Linked DNA regions of Canis lupus: region 1 is linked to region 2. Evidence: chromatin contacts called from public Hi-C data. All regions are on one chromosome and are shown on one strand. Each heading gives the region's core, a stretch centred on a gene start, on an enhancer-like site or on the middle of the called end of the contact. The rest is flanking DNA. Distances are from core to core; before and after follow the strand shown. Region 1 holds the start of PAK4 (serine/threonine-protein kinase PAK 4). Region 2 holds the start of DLL3 (delta-like protein 3).

Evidence for each region. Hi-C and Micro-C count contacts between places; a contact is called where the count stands out from the background.
Region 1: a Hi-C map of blood shows a contact between it and region 2, with 3 times the contacts expected there. The contact joins the promoter of PAK4 here to the promoter of DLL3 in region 2. A contact is called at or near these places in 2 of 9 Hi-C or Micro-C datasets (both in blood).

Annotation. Positions count from the first base shown.
Region 1 is chr1:114,834,347-114,839,510 of UU_Cfam_GSD_1.0, reverse strand. PAK4 (serine/threonine-protein kinase PAK 4) reads left to right here and starts at 1,565. Exons shown (of 10, transcript XM_038528936.1): 1 at 1,565-1,754.
Region 2 is chr1:114,531,463-114,536,311 of UU_Cfam_GSD_1.0, reverse strand. It overlaps DLL3 (delta-like protein 3), which reads left to right and starts at 3,247. Exons shown (of 9, transcript XM_038528906.1): 1 at 3,247-3,395; 2 at 3,509-3,790; 3 at 4,644-4,698. The coding sequence starts at 3,327.

The sequences.
Region 1 (5,164 bases), core at 316-2,815, 300 kb before region 2:
AAACTAATGTTCTTGAAGAAAATGATGTGGAAAGATACTGGTGATATTTCTAATCTTGTTTTTGGAAACACAAAATCCCTTATAAATGTGTGTCTCTGATTCTGTTAAAAACAAAAAGGGTAGGTACATGTACAGAAAAAAATGACTCATCCTGCCATCATTCATTCATTGCCTCCCCCAGACATTAATTAAATGGCTACTACGGGCTAGACACTGCGCTGGGGCGGGGCAGTGGGGGGGATGCACTTAGCATTTAAGAGTATCTCGGAGGGCGTGGAATTAGGCCTCAGCCAAGCATCCATTCAACAAATATTTACTGAGCATCTACAGGCCCATCGTGCACTGGGCACTGGGCATGCACAGGAAACAAAACAGACAAAAATCCATGCTCTCGTGGAGCTGACATTTCAGTAGAGGAAACAACCCAAATAACTACAATTAGCTAATTATCTAGTTTGTTAGAAGGCGATTGGAGCAGGAAAATAAGAAAAAGCAGATGAGGGGAAGGGCTTAGCAGCATGGGAGAGGGATGTTTGCTGCTTTAGTTAGGGTAGGAAGGAATCACCCTGATAAGGTGATATTTGAGTAAAACGCTGAGAGAGGTAAGGGAGGGAGCCCTGAGGATGCCAAGGGAAAGAGTCTATTCCGGACAGAAGGAGCAGCCCATGCAAAGACCTCGAGGAAGGGGAATGCCCGGTATCTTTTCTGAAAGAGCAACGTAGCTGGGACCCAGTGAGTGAAAGCATAGGATAGGATGTCTGGGTTTAGCTTATGGATTTTGTTGTTGTTGTTTGTTTTCTCGTATTTTCCTTTTTTTTTTTTTTTTTTTTGGATGAATTATTTTTTTTAAAAGCTTACAGAAAAGATTAAGATCAAACAGTGTCTTGGTTCCAGTTCAAGTTCCTGGACTCGGATTGTCGTTCAAAACTCATTATCTACTTCCTGTAATCCTGAGGCAGCTAGTTCACCCTTGTGAGCCTGTTTCTGTCCCTGTAAGATGAGTATTAATACTAGGACAGGGTTGGGACGCCTGGGTGGCCCAGGGGTTGAGCATCTGCCTTGGCTCAGGTCGTGATCCTTGGGTCCTGGGCTCGAGACCCTCCCCCTCCGGCTCCCTGCAGGGAGCCTGCTTCTCCCTCTGCCTCTGTGTCCCCCTCTCTGTGTGTGTCTCTTATGAAGAAATAAAGTCTTTTAAAAAAAATAATACAACAGAGGTTTGGTGAGCATTTAGTGAGCATTTAGTGAGACAATGCAAGGGGCTTTTGGCCGGGTGTCTGGAACACAAGTGCTTAGTAACTGTGTCTGGCCATTGTTACCCATTACTGCCTTCCACCCGCTTACTCGGTTTTTTGGTGTAAGGTGCGACTGCCGCACGCGGATGGTCATTTCCCCTTTAAGAACCTGATTGGGCGGGGAGCCAGCTTCCCCGCACCCTTTCCAAATTTTCCAATCTCCGCTCGGCATTTTCTGCCCGAAGGGCTCCGATTGGACAATCTGCACCAATCAGAGGCTGGAGCGGGCTCTGCCGGCGGCCCAGCTCCGCCCCTGGACGGGCCCTGCCCCCTGCCCGGTCAGCCCCGTTGCTATGGGGACTGGTGGGCGGCGAGGGGGGAAAGCCCCGGATGTTCGTTGGGGATTTAACATGGCGGCGGCAGTGGCCGCGGTGGCGGCGGCGCAAGAGAGCTGAGGGCGGTGTGAGGGTTCGGGATTCCGAGTCGAGCTGCTAGGCCGCGAGCAACTGCAGCGCCGAGCCGGTAGGATCAGCGGTCTGGCCTGGAGATTGGGGTGGGCCGGGCCGTGGCGGTGGGAGAGCGTTTACGCAAGTAGGGGGCGGGGCCGCGGGGGTCAAAGTTCACTCGAAGAGGGAAGGGTCGCGTCGGAGAGGTCGGGGGTCAGTGCCGCCGGGGAGGGTGGTGTACAAGAGGTCAGAGGTCAGAGTGGCGAAGGGGGCGTGGCGAAGGGGACCTCGAAGTTCGAAATTTGAAGTGGGGCCCTTTGGAGCTTTGGAGGGGGTCGGGGCGAGGGTCACAAAATGGGGGTCAAAGCGAGTCATTTGAAGGGAGGGCGCGCTTACCAGAGTCGGAGATCACAGCCCCCGGGGCGGCGGGTTGCGGGTTTGCGGCAGCAGCCGGCGGAGCAGATGCCGAGACTGAGGTTGGGGGGCCACCTTTTTAAGGGCTCAAATGTGGGGCGTGGCCAGAGGGGGCAAAGGTCAGAGTGTGACAGATGATGGACCTGAGGGTCAACAGTTGAAACCCCAGTGGGATCCATTGCTGGGGAGGACGGGAGGGATGCCCCAGAGCCATCAAAGGTGCTTCCTGGCCGGGTAAAGGGGAGCCCGCGCCCACAAATAACGAAAAGAAGAGCAAGCACTCGTGAATTACTATGTGCCCGGTCACTTGGACGCTTTACACGTATTTAACCCTCTCCGCAGCCTTATAGGGTTGGCGCTGTTATTAAGAGCCCAAGCGATCTGCCCAGGATCATCTAATGAAGAAGTTGCGGGGCTGGGATTCAGACCGGAGTTCTGGGCCGAGTCGTACCAGGCTCTACTGCTTCTCGGGCAATCGTAACTTTGGCTAATATTTAATGAGGCCTAACGCCGTGCTCGCCGCTCTTGATTCGTTATACCGCGAACTTGTGAGGTGGGTCCTGGATAGACCCACTTTACAGACAGGAAAACTGAGGCTCGGGTACCTTCTGCTGAGTAACAGGAGGCGGGTTCCAAGCTGGGTCTGACGGACTCCAGAGCTCCTGCCCCTGGGTTGTTACACTGTAGATTGTTAAAGGACGTTCCTGTCCTGGAAGCAGGGGGCTGGGCAGGGCTGAGCCACTCCCCGGACTGGAATGGATTGTCTCTGGGCTCCTTGGGAGGGTGTGATCTGGGAAGAAAAGTTCTCATGGACCTACGCGGGTGGGGGTGTTTGTGGGTGGCCCCGAGTCCAAGTGAGTCTGATGGGCTTCTGGCTGGGGAGGATGTCCCTGAAGGGAACCCAGTACAAGGCCGAGTGTTCTCTGTACTTAAAACCCCAAGCTCTCATGGTGGTCCCAGATGGCTCCCACGCCATTTCCTTCTGCTCTCCGGGTCCCTTGTCAAGGTCCAACCCCACTGGCCTCTTTGCTTTCTTCAACTCTGTAGGTATATGCCACCCTCCAGGTCTTTGACGTTCCTCTTCCCTCTGCCCAGAATCCTTTCCCCGCCCGCCCCCCACTCGCAGTCACCCACGTGCAGCCCTACCAGCACCACCTGGCCCTCACTGTCCCTCACACGCCCTTTATCTCACTCTCTTGTTTTCTCCCCAGGGCTTTGCTCTGTTCTTACCTTGTTTGTCAGGGCACCATGTGTTGTCCGCCTCCCCTCCCTCCCTCCCCAAAGAACGTGGGGCCCACGCAGCAGGAATTTCTCCTTGCTGTTCCTTCCCTGAATCCCGGCCTGAAGCAGCCTGGCCAGCGGAGGATGCTTGGTGGCTGGTGGTTGGATGTCGGACACTGTGCTGGGTGCTGAGACGGCAGCAGCGGGCAAGACACAGAACCCTGGGCCTCCAAGGGCTCTCCGTGTCCCTTGGTGGGAGCAGACTGGAACCAGACCCCCAGCCAGTGATACGGGGCTACATCTGGATCCCCAGGGTGCCCGGTCCCCAGGGGTCGGGGGGCAGTGGAGCAGGGGCTGCTGAGCAGCTGCCCTGTATCTGGAGCGTAAGTACCGAGGACTGGTTCAGGGAGCAGCTGCTAGAGTGGGATGCCTGCTGCTCACACAGCTCCATCACTCAGGCTTTGTGGCCGTGGGCAACCTGCTTAACTTTCTGGGCCTCAGTTTCTTCCTCTGCAAAATGGGAATGATAACGGCCACGTCACAGGATGGCCACAAGGGCACAGAGTGTGAAGCGCATGGCCCCGGGCCTGGCACCTGCTATGCGCCGTGTTGGCATTAGTCCTGCTGCTGCCACCACCTGGGGAGGACCTCAGAAATGAGGGAGGGCCCCACCCCACCTGCCTCCTGGCTCTCTCAGGCAGCTGCCCTGCACCCCCTCCAGCTCTGGCAGGGTCACCGGGTGGGCACACTGCCAGGCAGTCCTGCGAGGCTGGCCCAACCTCATGCCCTCGTGGTTCCAGCTTGCTCAGCATCCCAGGCTTGGCTGCACAGATAAGGACAGCTAGGGTTTTGGCATCAGAGACCCGAATTCAGGTCCCTGCCCTGTCACCAGCCATGGGACCTGAGGCAGGTGATTTCTTATTTGCCGGTTTTGTTCCTCATGATACATTTTAAATCGGGGAGGGGAAAAGTAAAGCTTTCAACATAACAGAGCATCCACGCCTCCAGCATCGGGCCTGGGACCAAACTCACAGCCTGCATTATCCCCCTCCCTCCCCGGCCTCCCCGCCTGTATTATCCCTGCACTGGATTTGGTGTCTAGCGTCTCTCTGCAGGTCTTCCTACCGTTCCTACCCTTGAATGTGTTCGCAGATGATAGAGCAACAGCTCTCAACCCTGGCTGCACGCTGCAGTCACCTGGAGAGCTTTCAAAACTGTCATGGCCCAGGCCAGCCATGGAGACTCCGACTTGGATTCACTTGGCCTGGGGTGGGGCGGGTATCAGTATGTGGTCCTCATGGCCAGCCAGGGTTGACCACCACTGTTCTCCAGTTTCACGGATGATGTAAGTGGCATCCCGGTAAACAGCCTGCCCTTTCTGCTCCACATCAGAGTTTGCATTTCTCTCCGTGAGGATGTGTATAGTTGTAGGATTCCTTGTTCCTGCTACAAGTGTTTCTTTTCATGATTGTGCCACATAGGAGTTACTTGTTACTTTTGGGGGACACTTGGGTGGTTTCCCATTGGGAGAGTGACAAATGCTGCATTGAACAGTCTAGAATGCATTTCCTTGTATACTTGTGGCCAGAGTCTGTCTTGGGCATGTGGCTCACAGTGGAAATCCTGGACCTTCCAAATCGTTCTCCTAACCAATTGTACCAGTCCGCTTTCCAACAGGGCTCAAGGGTTCCCTTCACTCCACGTCCTGCTTTGTGGCAAGTTTGTGGCCCTGAGATGGTGGGTTTATGGCCCCCCGGGCTGACTGAGAATAGCTGGGGAGATGGTTCATGTGGTGGGCTTAGCTGGGGCCTGACACCAACCAAGCCTCCACATCCAGGCTTTTGCCCTTTA
Region 2 (4,849 bases), core at 1,998-4,497:
TTTTGGTGTTGCTATAATAATTAAAATGTAACTTTGTGGGCCAGATTGATGGAGCCTTTGAACTCTAGATTTTTTTAAAACCTTACTGATATCTACAAAGAAGTTAAAATTTGCCGAACTTCCCAGCCCCGAGGTCTACTATCTATACCTGGGGCTAGGTTTTAGGGGTCTTGGTTTACTCATTCATCAGAGATTAATGATAGTACCTCTCTCGTCCATTCACTCCTAAGTGCTGAGTGCCTGGCCTTGTTCTAGGCAGTAGGGTGCATCAGTGAGCAAATTAGGTAAAAAGCTCTCACCTCGTGGAGGAGACAATGGTAAGATATTTCTCGAGGTAATAAATGCATTAAGAAAAATAAAGTATGGAAAGTAGATAGAGTGGTTTGGGGACTTGTGCTGATTTAGACCAGATGGAATAGTCAAGGCCTCTTTGGAGGGTGCATTTGACCATAATGAAATGAGGATCTCTGAGCGTGTCAGGCAGTCCCCTCAGGGCCTTTGCACTTGCTGTACTGGCAGGAATATTTTCCCAGGATCCATATCACTGCCCCTCTTCCCCTACCTCAGGTCTTGCTCACATGTCACCTCAGTGTGGCCTATCTGGCCCTAAGATCGGCCTGTAAGGAAAAGTCCTCCATAGCCAAAGAGACTCAGGAAACTCCTACAGTGTACTCCATACACGTGACAGAATCACCTGAAATCCCATCATGTCTGGCACAAACCTTCAATAAAGCCTGGCTATTTCTGTGACCTTGAAAATGTTTGAGCTATCTCAGACCTGGAATCTGTTATCTTCCCAAGTTACTACCCAAAGGCAGGAATTTACCTTCTCCCACAGCAGGTTCTAAAGATTGTCCAAATTCTATTTGAATGTCTCCTGTGATGGGAAACTCACTCCTCCATCTATTCCAGTACAGGGCCTACTTTGCCTCCTGGTAGTTGGCCTAGGGGTGTGGCTCTGTTTTGTGCCACAAAGCCAGTTAGGGTAGGGGGATGTGGACGGAGGGCCACAAGTGTCAAACTTAGAGTCCTGGTGTGTATGTTTTCCTTCCTTTCTTTTCTTTTTCTTTGTAGGTTCCACACTCAAGTGTGGAGCCCAATGCAGGACTTGAACTCACAACCTGAGATCAAGACCTGAGCTGAAATTGAGAGTGGGACACTTTACTGACTGAGCCACCCAGATACCCCCTCAGAGTGTATTTTGAAGGCACTGGGGAGCCTTGCAAGAGTCCGCAGGAGAGGGACCACGGTCAGATTTGGCCTTAGACCCCATAGGCCAGAAGGGTCATGGCTGGGAGGAACTGGGGGGCTGTGGGACTCAGAGGAGGTACCTGCCACCTTGGTGAATGTCAAGGAAGTGCCTGCAGGAGGCGGAACTCTGCTGAGAACAATTCAACAGGAGGGAGTGGAAGACCTATGCGAAGACAGAGGCTGGGGGCGTCCACACAGTGACCATGGCCCTCCCCGGCCTCTGAGCAGACCTTCCATGACTCCAGTCCTCAGGATTAAGAGGAAATTTTTTTTTTTAAGCTTATATTTTTGTGGTGCCTGGATGGCTCACTTGGTTGAGCATCTGCCTCTTGATTTCAGCTCAGGTCCTGCTTTCAGGGCCTGTGGGATGGAGCGCTGGCTGGTGGAGCCCTGCATCCCCTGCATTGGGCTCTGCGCTCAGCGGAGAGTCGGCTTCTCTCCCCCTTTCCTCCCCCACACTCCCGACCCCCCCCCCTCCCGACCACTCGCCCTCTCTCTGTAAAATAAATAAATCTTGGGACACCAGGGTGGCTCAGCGGTTGAGCGTCTGCCTTTGGCTCCGGGCGTGATCCCAGAGACCTGGAATCGAATCCCACATCGGGCTTCGTGAATGGAGCCTGCTTCTCCCTCTGCCCTGTCTCTGCCTCTCTCTCTGTGTGTCTCTCATGAATAAATAAATTTAAAAAAATCTTTTTAAAAAGGTTTTTAAGTAATCTCTCCAGCCAATGTGGGGCTTGAACTCCCAACCTCGAGATCCAGAGCCTCTGGCTCCAGGGGGAGCCAGCCCAGCGCCCTAAGAGGAGGCTCATTAAAACTCGCTGAGCGCCGGCCCACTCCGGGGTCAGCCGGGCTGTACTCTACTGACCATCCTGTCTTCTCGAGAAGAGCTCTGTAAATCGAACCCCATTTCCCCGAACAATTATTAGCCTCGAAGTATTAAAATGTTTTCTCTGGGGCGGAAGAGGGAGTTGGCGTCACCTACGGGCTTCACTCAGCACCTGGCGCTGAGCGACTAAGATCCAGAAGCCGGAGCATCTGCGCCGCCCCGGCCCCGGCTGGCCTTGGCCCGGGGGTGCCCCCTCCCCCCACTGTGAGGGAGCTGGGGGCGCCCCTGATCTGTGAGGACGGAATTTCCTGCCCATTTGCTCCTCACACCTTCCGGAGGCCAAACGGGCCGCCCAGCTGCGGCTCGGGGGGAGGGGCCGGCCGCCCGGCAGATGGCGACATTTACATACAGCTGGGGCCGCCCGGGCGGGGCGCCTCCCCCAGGCCCGCGGGCCGCGGTGCGGGCTTTGTCTCCCGGCGGGGAGCGCACGCACCACGCACGTCCACACACACACGAGGGCCACAAAGAACCCCGGATCTTCATCGTACCCACACGTGGCTACACCCACGGACCTCCCACACCTGATCTTCACACGCGCACGCTCGGTTATTCGCAGCTGACACAGACCCCGACACACACACACACACACACACACACACACACACACACACACCCAGACGTACCTGCACCGACCACAAAGTTAGAGATTCCTATGACTCCACTCAGGGGTCCAGGATCTCAGGCTTCCTCATCCACGCACAGAGAAGCATCCAGGACCCCCAAGGTGACACAATCCTGAAGTCACGGACGCCTCCATCCTCCCATGCAGGTGCACACGCGTACCCCCCCCCCCCCGCCCCGACACAATTACCTACAACCTCACAAATCGTCTTAACCGCATACAGTTGTAGGCACACACAATCACAGGCACAGCCTCCAGCCAGGAGCGCCTGCTCACACCACACACAGGCGCGGATCTTAAAATCATATATAACCTCGCACGCTGACCCCCTGGCCCCACCCCATCCTCAGCCACACACAGTCGTGCCAGAGCCACACGAGATCACACACGCACATTGCCTGTGCCCACATCACAATCTCACGGGTGCTCCAGCACGCTCCCCTTCCCCTGCGACCTCCTCCCCTAGGGTCTCCCGGAGCCCGGCGGCTGCCCGAGGGGGCGGAGCCGTCCCCTCAGATATAAGGCCGGGGAGCCAGCAGCTGCGGCTCCAGCACCCCCCGAAAGGCCATGGTCAGCCCGCAGATGCCCCAGCTCCTGTCCCGGACGGTGATCCTGGCGCTTATTTTCCTTCCCCAGGTCAGAGCAGGAGTGGAAAGGGAGGAAGGGAAGGGGTGCGACCCAGGGGTCTCGGGGCGGACGGGACGCCTGGGCCCCGCGCCTCCTCATCCTGTGCCCCTTTGCGGCCCCAGGCCCGGCCGGCAGGCGTCTTCGAGCTGCAGATCCACTCTTTCGGGCCGGGACCAGGCCCCGGGGCGCCGCGGTCCCCCTGCAGCGCGCAGGGCCCGTGCCGCCTCTTCTTTCGGGTCTGCCTGAAGCCAGGGGTCTCCGAGGAGGCCGCCGAGGCTCCGTGCGCCCTGGGAGCGGCCCTGAGCGCGCGCGGACCGGTCTACACCCAGCAGCCCGGAGCCCCGGCGCCCGACCTGCCGCTGCCCGACGGCTTCATGCGCGTGCCCTTCCGGGAAGCCTGGCCGGTGAGAACCCCGTGCCCGAGGCCTTACCCAAACCTCTCCGGCCTTCTACCCTCCAACTTCTATGGCCCCAACTTTGCCCCCCACCCAGGGACCCCAAATTCCCAAACCAGTAACTATCACCTAGCATCCTACATTCTTAGACCCGTGAATCCTACCCACAGGGTACCCCAAATTTCTGACTCCAGCTTCCACTTTGGGGATCCCAAATGTTCTGACCCCCACCCTGCATGCTTGGGACCCCAAGTTCCCAGAACCTCAAACTCACCCTCTGTAAATCCCAAATTCTTAGAACCCTTCCTCTGTTCCCTGGGGATCCTGAAACACTGGAATCCTTATCTTTATCTTTAGATCTCTCTGCACTTAGGGACCTTGCCACAGCTTGTCTTTGGGACCCCAATCTCCTCTCACCTTATCCCTTCTCACATCTTCCAGTTGGGGCCCATATTCATGACTTCTACTCCCAAATTCCTACCTCCCATCTCCCAACCCCAGAAGCAGACAGGTGGACAGAACTTTGCTTGAATTCTAGACCCCTGTCCTTTGGGCAAGGTGGCTTTCCCTGTCCCAGCCTCAGTTTCCCCATCTGTAAAATGGGATCATCCTGGTACCTTATAAAGGGATTTAACCCTTTGAGGGATTTAACCAGGTATCTCCAATTTAATGTTTACCCACAGGAAGTGCTCAATAGAGGAAGCCCACACTGTCCTTCCTTCCCCGAGCCAGCCCCTCTGGGAATTGTCCCTTGTCTGCCTGGTCCCTGGAATGATGACCACCCCCTAAAGTCTGGCCTTCATCAAGCACCCATCCTGACCACTGTCTTCCGTTCTTTCTTCTCCTTCCTTCACCCAACCAGGGCACCTTCTCTCTTATCATCGAAACCTGGAGAGAGGAGTTAGAACAGATTGGAGGTGAGTGTCTTCAGTCATCAGACTGAAGTGAGGAGTGTGGGGGCTCCAGGGAGTTGGGGCCCGATGTAAGGTCCACGACAGTGACACGTGGCCGTCTGTGGGGTGGAGCATTCACGGGATTGCCCATCTGTGATGTCCTCACAGCTCCCGG